Linked DNA regions of Mus musculus: regions 1 and 2 are each linked to region 3. Evidence: chromatin contacts called from public promoter capture Hi-C data. All regions are on one chromosome and are shown on one strand. The core of a region is the stretch at or near the end of the contact, and the rest is flanking DNA. Distances in the headings are between cores, read along the strand shown. Region 1 holds the start of Fgg (fibrinogen gamma chain). Region 2 holds the start of Fga (fibrinogen alpha chain). Region 3 holds the start of Asic5 (acid-sensing (proton-gated) ion channel family member 5).

Region 1 (5,037 bases), core at 2,106-4,605, 1.0 Mb after region 3:
GCCATTTTCCTCCCTGTCTTACAGGCTTGACTGACTGCTTCTTAGCACACTCTTCTGAGTAAAACTTGATGTTTCTGTTCTTCATTTTGTTTGTTGGTTTTTGTGGCCTCACTTGTACACAAGTGGAAACAGCTAGGCTGAGTCATCTCTGATAGTAAACTAGTTCCGAGTCAAGTTTAGCGGATAATTTTTGGAGTCAAGCTGAGAACAGTAGACAGGAGACTCTCAGATGTCCCCACTGTATGGGAAGACCACTCATAGCAGATGTTTTTTGTTTTGTCTTGTTTTTTCTATTTGTTTTCTTTTATTTTAGTTTTTTTTTTCGAGACAAGGTTTCTCTGTGCAGCCCTGGCTGTCCTGGAACTCACTCTGAAGACCAGGCTAGCCTCGAATTCAGAAATCTGCCTGCCTCTGCCTCCCAAGTGCTGGGATTAAAGGCGTGCGCCACCACAGCCCGGCTCTCATAGCAGATGTAATCTCAGCTCAGAACACAGACAGCTGATAGGAAGCTCGGAAGATCGCTGTTCTCACAGACAAACCCGTGCCTTCCGAATCACACAAAGTTACTTGGTTCACATGATACATCTGCTGTTTTCTCTACAAACAAACCTGGAAGTAGAGGAAATCTGATTTTTTTTAAATGCCCTTTTCTCCTAGGAATTTATTAATCATTTATCATGTATTCAAGAAAAGCTTGACACAAACATAGAGGGGAGCCATTAGTTAAAATGTAATTAACCAATGGTCACCAAACAATGCAAGACCAATGTAGGTCACTAGACCTAGGGCTCAAAACTGGCCAAAGGGACATCTTTTTTTTTTTTTTTTCTAAAATTCTGATAACACAATTAAGAGTCCAATCCAATCTAGCAAAAAGAAGAAAATAAAAATGTTTCAATTTAGAATCTGGAGCAATGACTTGCTGATCAAAAGCAGTTGCTGCTCTTACAGAGGATCGAGATTCTATTCCTTAGCCATATAGTGGCTCATGGCAGCCTGTAACTAATTCCAGGGAACTCTCTCCTGGACTCTTCCAGCACCACACACACACACACACACACACACACACACACACACACACACACACACACGGTACTATGCATGTGCGAAAGCAAAACACTCGTGTACATGGAATCAAAATAGGTACATCTTTTTAAAAATGTTTTCAATTCTAAAATTATGGAGTAAAATACATTCTTTTATCTCTTCAGCATATTGGTTTTATGTTATTCATGTTGATACAGCTAATCAAACTTCATGACACTGAGTACCTACCAGCCAACCTGTGGCAATGATTGTGGCCTGAAATTCAAGTCCATATTTCCCACTCTTTGGTGCAAAAACCCATGGGAGAAGCACGTGATCTATCTACATTAGGCTCTGATGCTTTCCAGTACCTTCCTTCAAGGCAAGAGTCTACTTTTTATGACTTAATCCATGAGGGGTAAGCTTCATTTAGGAGGAGCAATACCTCAACTGGGTAACCCAGAGCTCTGATTCTGCCGAGCCTTCTAGATGGTAGTTAATCACAACAGATCATTTACTGAAGAGAACTGTCTGTAGTTGCAACAAAGCTCATTTTCCATGAATACAGCATAAGAATAAGAATCCCCAATAAAAGTCTATGGAAATAAGGAAATTCCTATTTATACAAGTTGCATAAAACATTTGCTGTGGCTTGCTGACATTCATAGGAACTACAAAATTTCTGGCTGTAAAAGGTAATGATGATGATGATGATAATAATAATAACTGCCAGCGAGTTCTATTGAAAACATCAAAGGTGTGTGCCTCTGTGTTTTTATGTGCTTTTATTTTTATCATTTTAAAGGCAAATGTTGGTATGTTTTTCTCTTTCATTTAACAGCACATAAGGTACCTCGCTTACTTTTGCAATTTGGAAAATTTGAGAGTACCAGGAGTATTAACATTAAAAGTAGACTTCCTTCCAGCCCAATCAACTAAAGTCACTCAATAATTGTTGAGTATTAACTGTCACTCGGTCTACTGGGTGCTGTGGCCAAACACTGAATTTCCATTGATAGATTAATGGGTTATATAATGCAAGGTTCTTATAATTCCTACAAAACATGGAGCCAGAGCTGGGGCTGTGGGGTAATGCTCTATTAGAGGGAACTAGCCTCCAGAAAACAGGGCTTCTGGGGGTTTTTGCTTGTTTTTGTTTGTTTGTTTGTTTGTTTTTTGTTTTATTTGTTTTGACAGCCAGAGATGCAGTAGTTCCTATGCACATTGACAAACAAGATGGGGGGAAAAAGTAGAACATATAGGAAGAAAAAACAAACAGGAGATAGGAAGTGACTAAAGGCTACGGGGTCTTTAAGCAGGTGAATGGTGGCATTGTCCAAGCTATTCTGTAAGAATATCACAAATGGCTTGGAGCAAAAAGTGACTGAAGTGGAGGCCAATCTGGTCAGGAAGAGAAAGGGCTACATATTTGGTCTGATGAGTTCCCTTACTTAAAATGATTTCTGACTAGCTACAGAGCATAAACATTTCTTTGTTTTAATGTCAAAGGAGACAGTACTTTGTCAAAACTTCAAGTCAAATACCAGCATGTTAGCACTTCTTTCATGTTAGTGCGTTTCTCCCAGTTACATAGTTCTTCACAGTTTACAGCAAGCTTGGTCACAGGAGGAGAGTGACTGCACACATCTGTCACAGTGCCACAGCTGCTTGTCATTAGCAAAGAGAGGTGACAGTGCCCTTTCCCCACAAACTCAATGAACCTTCTCAGTGTCTCCCTGTGTCCCTTCTCCTTCAGAGAGGCTTCTAAGGAGATGTGTGACAGGTGGGTTTCTCTGAGTCCAGGCTTTTCCTCCAGGAACTAGATGGGGCTTTGGGACAAACTGGTAAACTCCTGGCTCCTTCTCTTTGGTGGCAGATGGGAGGGAACCTGTCTTCCAGTCATCAGAAGAGTTGAGCCCAAAACTCAGTCAAAACTGACCCAAGAAAAAGGATATCACAGAGGAGGGACAGGAACCCATCTCCAGCATGATCCACCCTTGGAAATACAGACCTTAGACATGAAAGGAGGAAAAGTTCCCTTCTCCCACCCCTGGGCAAAGACAGGTCTTTCAGTAATGCCTGTGGCTGCAACAGGCCAGACTTCTGGATAAGCTTGGTTTGTTGTGGGAGGTCAGAACCCTGTGTTTGTTCTCCTGGAGGTGGTGTACTGGAAGTAGTTGCAACACGCGGCCTCTGTCAGCCCTCGGAGCAGCACCCCCCCCCCCCCTGTTTTGCTGGCTTTTGCAGATACCTGTGGGTCTGAGGAGACAGGTTGGGCTGAGCCCAAAGGGAGGAGCTTAAACCTGTGCGCAAAATCTGGGAATCCCTCAGAGCACGAGTGAGAGCCAGAATGAGCAGAAAGAGCTCACATTTCTGGTAAAGAGACCCTGTGACCAGTTCCAGCCACCCTTAGTCCCGCCCAGACTGAGAGCTCACATAAAGGACCAAGGAGAAGCCCAAGAGGTCACAGTGCTGGCTGTAAAGAGCTGGGAGCACCTGGTCACCCAGACACCATGAGTTGGTCTTTGCAGCCCCCGAGTTTCCTTCTTTGCTGCCTGCTTTTACTGTTCTCTCCAACGGGCCTGGCAGTAAGTGTCCTTCCGAAGCCATACTGTTTTATTATTAAAACGTTTTTATAAAGGGGAGAGAGAGAGAGAGAGAGAGAGAGAGAGAGAGAGAGAGAGAGAGAGAGAGAGAGAGAGAGAGAGAGAGACATGACTGGGACCAGTAGCAAAATATCTTTGTTTTTCTCCAACAGTATGTGGCTACCAGAGATAACTGTTGCATCCTAGATGAGAGATTCGTAAGTAATTTCAGTGTCACCCCCTATCCTGAAACTAGAGAAGGGTGGGAAAACAGGGTAGCACTTTCATTTATCAGTTGACAACTTAAGCTTTTGGGGAATGGTTTAATATTTATGGATTGTATTTAAGACTTCTCTCCTAAGGTGTTTAATTACCTCCTTAAATTGACTTGCAGGGTAGTTTCTGCCCAACCACCTGTGGTATCGCAGATTTCCTGTCTTCTTACCAAACCGACGTGGACAATGATCTCCGAACGCTGGAAGACATCTTATTCCGGGCTGAAAACAGAACCACAGAAGCCAAAGAACTGATCAAAGCAATTCAGGTTTACTACAACCCAGACCAACCCCCAAAGCCAGGTGAGAGGAAACCCCACCGAGGAGTCACCTCCTCTGCTTTCCGTTGTACTATTTGCTTAAGGGATTTTCCTGTCTCTGACCCTGTTACAGGTATGATAGACAGTGCCACTCAGAAGTCTAAGAAGATGGTAGAAGAAATTGTGAAATACGAAGCGCTGCTGTTAACCCACGAGACAAGCATTCGGTATGTGTCTGGGTTTTCATGTGCTCCTCAAGGCACCTGGAACTTTTCCTTAATGTTCCACATTTCATAGAAAGTGACCTTGGAATTTAGTTTTCATTTATAGTATCAAATCTCCCAGTGGAGATGGGAGTTCTTTAGTGAAAAATGAGTTGCACGGGCCTGTAATTTTAAAATAATAATCGCATTGGAGAAAGGTTATTGTAGATGCCTTTGAATGCCATTCTGGCTCTATTTACTTGAATGTCCCCCAGCCCCCTTACAATATAAAATCAAATATATGGGAATTGAGGTGTGGAAATCCTCTTCACAAACATGTCACCAAGTCAACATTAGTAAATCAGAGAACAGACAGAAGAAGGGTCTTGACTGCTATAGAAAAATCTTGTCAAAAGTGAAGTAGAAGGGAAGTGTCTTGGAGCCACTTGATCATAGGTCATGGGCCTGGAATTATTCCGTGTCCCCTGTCCTCACATCTAGCTTCCCAGGGACTCTGGGCATGGCATCGCAGGTATAGTTTTAACTCCTTTCCCAATTCTCCCCCAAACTGGACTCCCAGCACCATTGGAAACCCAGCCAGACGGTAGCTGGGGAAGTGACCTCCAACGTGCCTCTCCTCTTTCTGCAGTCAGAAGGCAGTGCGTATTGCTGCTGCAATTAGCATTCT
Region 2 (4,796 bases), core at 1,890-4,389, 1.0 Mb after region 3:
CAAAGCCACAGTCTCCTGTCTGTGGCCAGTCCAAAAATTAGAAAGTGTTTTGTACTTCCCAGTTGTGTGTTTGATTGTTGTTTTAACCAAGTATCTCCTGGTGAAGTGCCAATGCTTATTATTAGGAAAAAGTAAATGCACACGTTTATATAACTTTTGTGATGCTGGATATAAACTCCTGCCAAATGTGTGAATTCTTGGTTGTGATTATTTTAACTGGTAGAATGATGTCAGTTGCAAAAGGATATCTAAGTCAAATATCCCCTTCAGAGCTAAGGAAAACGGTATAAATTTCTAGGGGAAAAGCCATTAGCTGGCAAGTTATAAATTATGCCACAGAAAATTTCCTAACATTTTATTGATTTACACATTTGCTGTTGGAAAACCATCCTTTCTGTCATATACCTCTAGAAAATGATGCTTATTGTGTTATTTGTAGCCTTTTGAGGCTTTATGGAGTACAGAAAGTGTCTCAGGGTGGACGGACACACACACACACTCACACCACTACCACTACCACCACCACTGGCACACAATAAAGAACCAGGTCAAGGATGCCTACCCAGGGGCTTATTTGAGGAATCCTAGCACTAGAGAGAACATGGGGAGCTTTGGGTTATAGGCTATTGGGCCATCTAGGACAATGAAAGGTGCCATTTCTGAGGATCCTGTTGTAATTGTCCTGGATCTCTCCCCCCTGCTGTTCTGTGGTCTAGTATGATAAAGTACCATGAAGAAAAGCAATACAGGGCTGCTGCTCTTAGGTGATGTGGTCATGAGAAGCCCTCATGGAGAATGAGGAAAAGGAGAGATGGGGGAGGAGGGGGGAGGAGGGGGGGGAAGAGGAGGAGGAGGAGGAGGAGGAGGAAGTGCTCCTTTTGAACTGATGCTGGGATGAAATTAGGAAATAAAATAAATAGACACTCCGGGGAACAATGGAACAGCAAGGGCACAGTCCTCAGGTGACATCCCTGGAAATGATGGCTTTCAAATTATCTCTGTTAGCTAAATAACCTTCACAGAGATTAAAGGTCCATTTACCAGAAGCCCACCTGGTTACTCTCTGGGAATGTCTTGGCTCTACCATGTTCAATTCCTAAAATGAACTTCCTGTGGGCCTAGGAAAATATTTGAGGGGGTTTCCTGTCCATGCTTGGCATTTTGTTGATAAAGCATCTGTGGGTGAATAGGCACCAGCTTCTCCAGGAATCGCTGCAATCTGGACTCTCAGTGGACTCTAGGGTTTTCTCCGAGCTCTGAAGCTATTGTTAGAAAGTTGAGGAACCTACCTCAGAGTAGATAGACATGGCCTCGATGAGCTTGGATCTGTCTGCAGCAAGCTTCGAAGGCCTGAGCTGCTCAGTTTGCAACAGAGGAGGATACTCATGCTAGCTCGTTCAATGAGGATCTGTTCCTTTTAGAGAACCTATAAAAACAAGCAAAATATTTCAATTTTTAGTTTCTTATCTAGTGGAAGAGACAGATAGTGCCCCATACAAATGATAAATGCCACAAGTGATACCTGATCTAAGACAGGACGGAGGAACAAGGGGCCACATTCATTTCAGGTATCAAACCAGGAACATGCAGAATGTCCAGCAAATATTTGGGTGCTCAGTAAGCACTCAATAAAGGTTAGTAGTGACAGCTGTTACCAGGAGTGGTTTCACATAGGAAGCAGAATTTCACACAAAGCAGGACTGGTTGCCAGCTAACAGAATACCCTGTTACGTTTGCATTTCACATGAACAACTACATTCTAGTATAAGCATACTCCAAACACGGCAGAAGACATGCATACACTAAGATATATTGGTTGTCTGTCTGAGATTCAGATTTGGCTGCTCATTCTCAGTGTTTATTACTAAATACAGCACACTTAAGTCAAAGGGTTTTTTTTAATCATTTTATTGAACCGTGACTGATATGTAAAAGTGCTGTATGTTTGATGTGAAATAACCACCCCTTTGAGCTCATTAGTATATGCATCACCTTCTTTGATTATCTTTCCCTTTTCCTCTTTTTTCTTCCTTTCTGTTTCCCTCATTTCTCGTCTCCAGGAAACCACTACTGTGTCCCAGTCTCTTGAGTTGCACATTAAAGGTTTCACACGGAAGTGAAGTCACATCGTTCGCTTAGTGTGATATCCTCAAGGCTCCCGTACATTTCCCCAAATGTGTGAATTTCTTCTTTTCACAGGCTGAACAATAATCTCTTGTATCCACCCCTTTTCTTTATCCATTCATCCATTGTCTGAGGCTGCTTCCATAGTGTGGAATTGTGAACAATGAATATTCTGTTCAAAATCCAGCTGTTGCTTTTTGGGGGGGGGGGGAATATTAGTGGGTGCGTGGTTGGGTCACACAGAAGTTTCACTGAGTCCAGAAGAATTGTACATGGAAATGAAGAGCAGATGAAGAGAGATCAAGCCCAAAGGCAGGAAGTACAGTACATTTTCCATGTACTTCTCCAATCATGGCCAGCACTTCCTCCCAGGCCGTGGTGACAACCACTCCTCGGGAGGCCTTGAAATAATTCACCCATTTGTTTACTAACATGTGTAGGATGTTGCCTTTGCCCTGGTCTTTAAGAGAGGAGACTGATTCCCAAGGATGGACAGTTAACCTTCATAAGTGCTCAGAGCCAGGAAGCTGGAGCTAGGACTGTGGATGCTGGCATTGGTCGCCAGCAGCTACTGTCTTGACCTCTGGCTGGAGGAAAACAACCCGTTTAACATAAGCTTATTGTAGGCTTTCAGGTCATTCTGAAATTCAGATGAACTCTGAATCCCACACACAGTCCAATGTCTCTGCTCCACAGAAGTGATAGCCAGAGTGCCCTGGCTGCTCTCTTACTTCCTTCAGGTGTGAACTGTGTTCATCTCCCCAGCTTCCAAGGCCCCCATTTCCTGGAATGTAGATTCCCCCCACCCCCCAACTGCTGACTGCACAATCAAATGCTACCATTTGCAACAACTTATCGGAAACAAACAAGCTACAGAGAATTGAGCAAGAGTTTCTGGGATACCTTGGTTATTATGGTCAGAGCACAGGACACACTGTGAGCTTTGGCTGCTTGAGTGGGCCAAGGGTGATGATTAACCTCCTGCCGGTTTAAGTAGGGTTGGAGCTGTGAGTGCAGTCAGTCCTCCTTCGCTTCAGCTCCAGTTCTCCTCATGAGCCATCCCTAAACGCAGACACCATGCTGTCCCTGAGGGTCACCTGCCTCATCTTGAGCGTGGCCAGCACAGTCTGGGTATGTGCTTTCTCTTCTCTCTGTTAATTCTTCCGCAAGGAGCCCTGAGTTCAGAGTCTACAAGTCCTTTGTACTTAGCTTTTTAAATGCCAGGCCAGGGAGGCAAATTCTTAGATGAGCCTGACAAGTGTATGGGGAAATGTGATGTCCAGAGGGAGGCCCTAGGATAACGAGAGATCTTGACATCTGTCGTTCAGGCTGATTCAGATGCAGTCTTTAAAACTGCAGCTGTGTGTTAGTATACTCTCACGGTTGCTGGGGATTGATCCAGCATAGAATTCCTCATGCTGCAACCCTTAGATGCAGTTCCTCATGTTGTGATGACCCGCAACTAGAAAATTGTTTTTAGTTACTACTCCCTAACCTTAATTTTATTACTTTTATGAATCATAACGTAAATATTTTTGGAAATAGAGGTTTGCCAAAGGAGTCGTGACCCACAGGTTGAGAACCCCTGGGCATGGCAGTAAAGCTCTCTACAACTAAGCTACACTGCCAGCCTCCTGAATCCCTCCACATGTTTGTCCCTTTAAACTCCAGAGACATCATTCTAACAGAACAAAACACTGGGTAAGAACTGTTCTCCAGCTGGTAATTCCAGACATTTGTCTGTAATGAGCAGAAGGTTTGGGGTTTAGTATGGTTTACCTCTAGTCTTTGTTTTATTTGTAATATTTTAGTTTTGTAATGTTGTCATGTTGAGGAATGAAGCAGAGCTTTCTCTGTACTGACCAAGCAAGCGTTCTACACCCGCAGCCCTAAGAGGAACTTTTCATATCCTTTTGAAGACATAAAAGGAAGAGGGCAAATTAATTGCCTTTGAAAACGTATAGCAAATTCCGAAGACATTAGTTATGAGGCAGTGGGCTCTTTGGAAGGATTCGTGTTCTTTTCAGATAACTTCTAAATACTGACATCATTCCCCAAATTAAGCCCCAAAGAAAAACAAAAGAAAGAAATCTAAATTACTGGAGTTTCTGACACATTCTAGTTTATAAAACATGTCAACTATGACCAAGGACCTAGTGACATCCTAATTAGTTACCCAGGCTGTATATTATTTCAGGTGTTTTTTGTGGTGGTGGTGGTGGTGGTGGTGGTGGTGGTGGTGGTGGGTTTTTTGGCTCACCATTCAAAAATCTTGATATCAGAGAGTAAAGAACAATACATTTTGGAGGGAATTAAACTAAAATAACCAGCTGAGGCGATATTTCTGGGTAATTTGTACTTCTATTGTCTTCCTTGTCTCATTATTATGTGCACTTTCTGTCTGCTTCATTGTTGTGCTATTTTACTCATACAATTGAATTTACCATTATATTTCTTATACAAAAGGACTCGTTCTTTTAAATGAGTTGTTCTTCGCTGCTTTAATTATGGTAATTAGGATTATTTGAATTTTCACAAATGAGAATGAGACCATGTTGATTAATTATAAGGAAAAACTACCCCAAACTAACATAGTGACAGGAAGTCCCTTGTAAGTTGGCAGTGCAGAGCGGAGGCGATGAACGCCTCGAAGCCATCTCGACCCGTTAGAC
Region 3 (4,648 bases), core at 909-3,408:
GCAGAAATGAATGGGTGGGTGGGGAAGCACCCTTATAGAAGCAGGGGAATGGGATAGGGGATTTGAGGATAAACAATCAAGGGGATAAACATTTGAAATATAAATAAATAAATAAAATATCCAATTAAAAAACACTTAGTTCTAATAGTTTTAATTTAATGGCATTTCAGACCCAAATTGATAGATACACTGTTAAATTGTTATTCTCTTACACACATGGTAAGCTGATAACTTATTTTCCAAAGTTATTAAGAACAAACCAAACATCTATCTTAAGTATATGTAAATATATATATATATATATATATATATATATATATATATATATATATGTGTGTGTGTGTGTGTGTGTGTGTGTTCTGAATATAACAGAAAAGATGAAGGCAGGGAAAAAGAAAGAAGAGGAAGACAAGGAGAAGGAGTAAGCAGGAGGAGGAGGGGGGGGAGGAGCAAAGAAGAAGGGCAAGAAGGGACAGGCATTCTCTCAAAGAGAAAATAAAACATAAAATTTTACTTCAAATCAAAATTGCCAAGTAGGAGCCAAATGACAGAGTACCTGACTTGGCAGTGAAACATTTGCTTAGTTTTAGCAGAAACCTGGCTTCCTTTGCCACACTCACAACAGGAAAGAGTAGTGAAAACATATGAATATGTCAAAAGTAGAATTAAAAAAATTATCCTTCAATAACTAAATAGCTAACACAAACTGTATCTCTGTTACTGGGGCTGGGCCAGAGTAAATACAGTCCTCTAGACAGTGCTCATTGATTCTAAGGATCGCTCATGCCCAGAATCTAAGTGAAAGGGCAGTTGGGTTTGCTGTCTACTTTTCTGTCCAGCATGCTTTATTTAATCTTTTATTATTTGTCTGCATTAATAAGTCATCCTTTGCTGTTGGTGCTACAAGTGCATAAAGGGAGATAATGATGACTCAGAATTCTCTCAGTTCTCCCGGGATTGGCTTTATTAGGCGATTCTGTAGCTTTCTTTACGTTTACTGGGAAATGGGGTGGGGCAGGGAAGAGGGGCTTACAAGTCTATCTTCTGTCACATAGGCTTATTCCACATAGCATCACCATCAGAGAAAGAAAGTGTGAGCATCTATGTTTAATTTTAATTGAGTATCTTAGAAAGTGAAAAGGCCAGGTTTACAAAAGAACAAGTTATATCTGTGAGAAGAATCCTTGGTCTTGATTTCAAATAATAAAGTGAGGAAAAATGGAGAGGGAATTGTAACTACATAAACAAGTTGAAATTCAAATTTAATTCAGTCACTAGGAGGGAGGAGCAGAAGCAAGAGTGACTTCTTGACAAAACCAAACCATGTAAGCCCAGCTTCAAGTTATGGTATTGGAGTTTCCCAATAGATGTCCAATGTTGAAGGGAAAAAATGCTTGTGAAATATTACCATGACAAAGGCATCAGGCTCTAGCGGAGAAACATGTAATTACTGTGTGTGGTCAACAGATGGCAGCATTTATACATATGGATGCATATCAGGGTTTATTAATAATATTAATGGTAAGTTCTCAAAGGTGTTACTATAAAAAAGGTGGCCTTTGTGATTTGGCAAATTTATATTATTTTATTAGTGCTTCTTTTTTAGTTAGTATCTTTTTTCTTTTGTAACATTATTCTTCTATTTCCACTGGTCACTTTGTTACAGTTGTATCTCTTTTATGAAAGAAACTTCAAAACAACGATACTTCACGTCCACAAACACACACACACACACACACACACACACACACACAAACACACACACACATACACACAATCACAATCAAAATTTGATTTCTATGAAGCTGAACAAAACGTGAAGAGACTGTCACCTGGGTATCCACTGGTATGATCAGAGGCCACTGTGAGGTCACAGCTTTTCTTCTTTCTTTGTTTCTTTGTTTCTTTCCTCCTTTCTTTTTCAGAAAGTGGGTTTCAATTGTGCTATCTGGGTTTTAATCTATCATGGCCTCTTGCCAGTCTGTAAATGCCCATAGCTGGTTCTGTCCGTGTTTTTTGATTTACAGATTAAGTGCTTCATGAGGCTTAACATAGCAACACAAATATTTAAATTGCCCCTACAGTTTACAACCTTAAGTGCTGTATTTTATATAAAAGGCACAAAATGAATATTGTTATTGAAAAAATTGGATGCACCAGAGGACTTCGGATCACTGAGATCAAAACATGGAACATACTGAGAAATCACAAGTGCACGCGGAGAAAGGTAGGAGATCCTTAAACAGCAACATCCGCCATTCCTAAATACCGGAAATAAGCAGAGAGCAGGGGGTAGGCTTCATCCTTGGAAAACTCTATTCTCATTATTATGTTCACAGTAACAAATATGAGTTTTAAAATGAATAATACAGTTTTAGTAGCAAAAGAATAACTTATGAGGACTCAAAATACTACAAAAATATTACTATATGTTAAAATCGACTTTTGTTGTTTCTTTGTTTCTACACAGTATGCTTGCTTTCCTAACGTTTCTATAATGACCAACCTTTTTAATGAAACTTTTTGTTTATCCACCTGATGAAATGTACTTCTATGAGGGAAGTTCAAAGCCTCAGTTGTGTGGATTGGTGGTCTGCACTGCCCATTTTGGGCTTCCTGACAGGCATATATCACTCTGTAGGTTCTCAATTTGAAATACTCAAAAGGAAAAAAAAAAACCACTATGTTTCTAACAAATAGTAGGAAATGCTTCAGTAAGGTTAACACAACTGGCAATGTTTCTATCTTAATTTAAAGAGTTGACATCTGAAATGTATTATTTGGGTAGTGTTTGCAGCCAGCTGCACTGTGTCTGGCCAGGGACTTATTCCTAGATTACTCTTCTCACTAATAGCCCATGTCCCCTCAGTAGGAAAGGTGAGAGTTGCTAGGGACTGGGCTGTTTCTTTAATCAGGGTAAAGCCTTCACAAATGCGTCCAAGCAATGGTTAAGGAATAAGAATAGGTCACAGTTAAGCTTATTTTGTTAAGTAATATTGTTTTTTTTTTCAGCCTTCTGATTTTATCTGAAGCTTTGACAGTTTTTTTTAAATATGTGCTGATTAACCTGATACTAAAAGAAACATTAAGTAATGCTATTATAGACGATAGCACAATTCCAGAACGTCAGAATGATATAAACATGATAATATAGTTTGTAATATCTTTAAGAGTGTAACAGTATTTGTGGATGCTCATGTACATTGCACGAAATGGGAAACTTTAGAAAATGCATTTTATATCATTAGCTTTTCCAAACTGAAAAAAAAATATTGATTGGAAACTAGTAAGCTATTAAACTAAACTTAATGATGAGAAAATATTGGAGCTTTTTTGGAAGAATGTTAATACTGCATTATTGACAAAATGATATTTATTGAATTAAAACAAGGATTTAAAATTCAAATAACTTCATTGTGAGAATTTATTGGCTTTCAGAGATCTCATCTCTTTCTTTTGTTTCTGAGATCTGTGTTATTTTTATTAGTATCATTTGTGTGTGTGTGTGTGTGTGTGTGTGTGTGTGTGTGTGTGTGTGTGTAGGATGTGAGCTGGCTGCCTAGGTGCCACTGCACAGGTACGGAGCTCAGAGGACAAATCTAGGTAAGGGGTTCTCTCCTTCATCCTTTCCATGGGTTTCAAAGATAGGACTTAGCTCATCCAGCTTGCATAGCTAACTCCCTTACCCAATAAGAGACAGTCACCTAGTCAGCTTGCTTGCCCAAGCACTCATTTTGGAAGCAGGAACTTTAAATCATTCCTTAAACCCCTGAATATTTAACCATTTCCTCTATCACTACAAGCAAAGTAAAAATATTGAATAATGTTGAGTACTTCTACTGATCCATGTTACACACTGAATGCTCTCTGAGCATTACACTATTTAACGTGAAAAGCCAGAAGGCAGATGTTATTGCTGCCAGTTAATAGAAGAAGCAGAAGGAGAATGCAGACATGGCTGAAGTTGCCTAGGTTACGGGAGAGGAGACTGAGAGCAGAAGTTGAAGCCTCTGATTGCAGATGGACCTCATCCCATTAACTTGACAGAGAGGCTTGGCATCTATTATCACCAAATCAAAAGAACAGTAACCTAAGGGAAATTCTGGATGACTATTTTCTATATCATCAAATATATTTTAGTGAAACTTTCACTGGCCTTTACAAACCAATATCAATAATCATTACTTAATTTATTAATAGGAATTTCAAAAGTACCAGCTCGTTTTCTAAGAAGGTAGGAAGCTGATCAAGTCACCGAACTGCAAACCTGACATTCTGATGAGCCAACAGAGGAGTAAAACAGTTTTGCTCAAAACATACAATGCACAGACATCACAACACCAAAAATAACAGCAAGGTGACAAAGATTAGCTGTGGAACTTGTTGTGTGTGACTTCATTTAGGACTCTTGGGAGAATAAGCCTAATCCAACTCAAGGAACTCTGTGGTTTCCTGGGGTGAAAGACTAATTAAAAGCTAGGACTATTTTTAAAAGTAATGAGCTGTCACGAACAACTCATTTGAAGCTGGACTTAATGACATACCGATATGTTTCTGCTATCAGTATCTCTTTCTTAACCAGAGCTGGTATCAGATGGCCCTAGCTTATTAGCAGTAGATTTACCTAATTGGTGCTTTTCCTGATATC

Evidence for each region. Promoter capture Hi-C pulls out the DNA fragments that hold promoters and counts their contacts.
Region 1: a contact with region 3 is called in a promoter capture Hi-C map of liver, with 5 times the contacts expected there. The contact joins the promoter of Fgg here to the promoter of Asic5 in region 3. A contact is called at or near these places in 5 of 39 promoter capture datasets (cranial neural crest, embryonic stem cells, liver and 1 more), 2 of 484 Hi-C or Micro-C datasets (both in liver) and 1 of 115 datasets of contacts at active chromatin or transcription factors (hepatocytes).
Region 2: a promoter capture Hi-C map of liver shows a contact between it and region 3, with 5 times the contacts expected there. The contact joins the promoter of Fga here to the promoter of Asic5 in region 3. A contact is called at or near these places in 3 of 39 promoter capture datasets (hippocampal neurons and liver).

The regions. Positions count from the first base shown.
Region 1 is chr3:83,004,369-83,009,405 of GRCm38.p6, forward strand. It overlaps Fgg (fibrinogen gamma chain), which reads left to right and starts at 3,356. Exons shown (of 10, transcript NM_133862.2): 1 at 3,356-3,614; 2 at 3,785-3,829; 3 at 4,006-4,189; 4 at 4,280-4,373. The coding sequence starts at 3,540. Gm30097 (a long non-coding RNA gene) reads right to left here and starts at 4,047. Exons shown (of 5, transcript XR_375748.2): 1 at 3,986-4,047.
Region 2 is chr3:83,023,014-83,027,809 of GRCm38.p6, forward strand. Fga (fibrinogen alpha chain) reads left to right here and starts at 3,140. Exons shown (of 6, transcript NM_001111048.2): 1 at 3,140-3,255. The coding sequence starts at 3,202.
Region 3 is chr3:81,994,764-81,999,411 of GRCm38.p6, forward strand. It overlaps Asic5 (acid-sensing (proton-gated) ion channel family member 5), which reads left to right and starts at 2,159. Exons shown (of 10, transcript NM_021370.2): 1 at 2,159-2,227. The coding sequence starts at 2,188.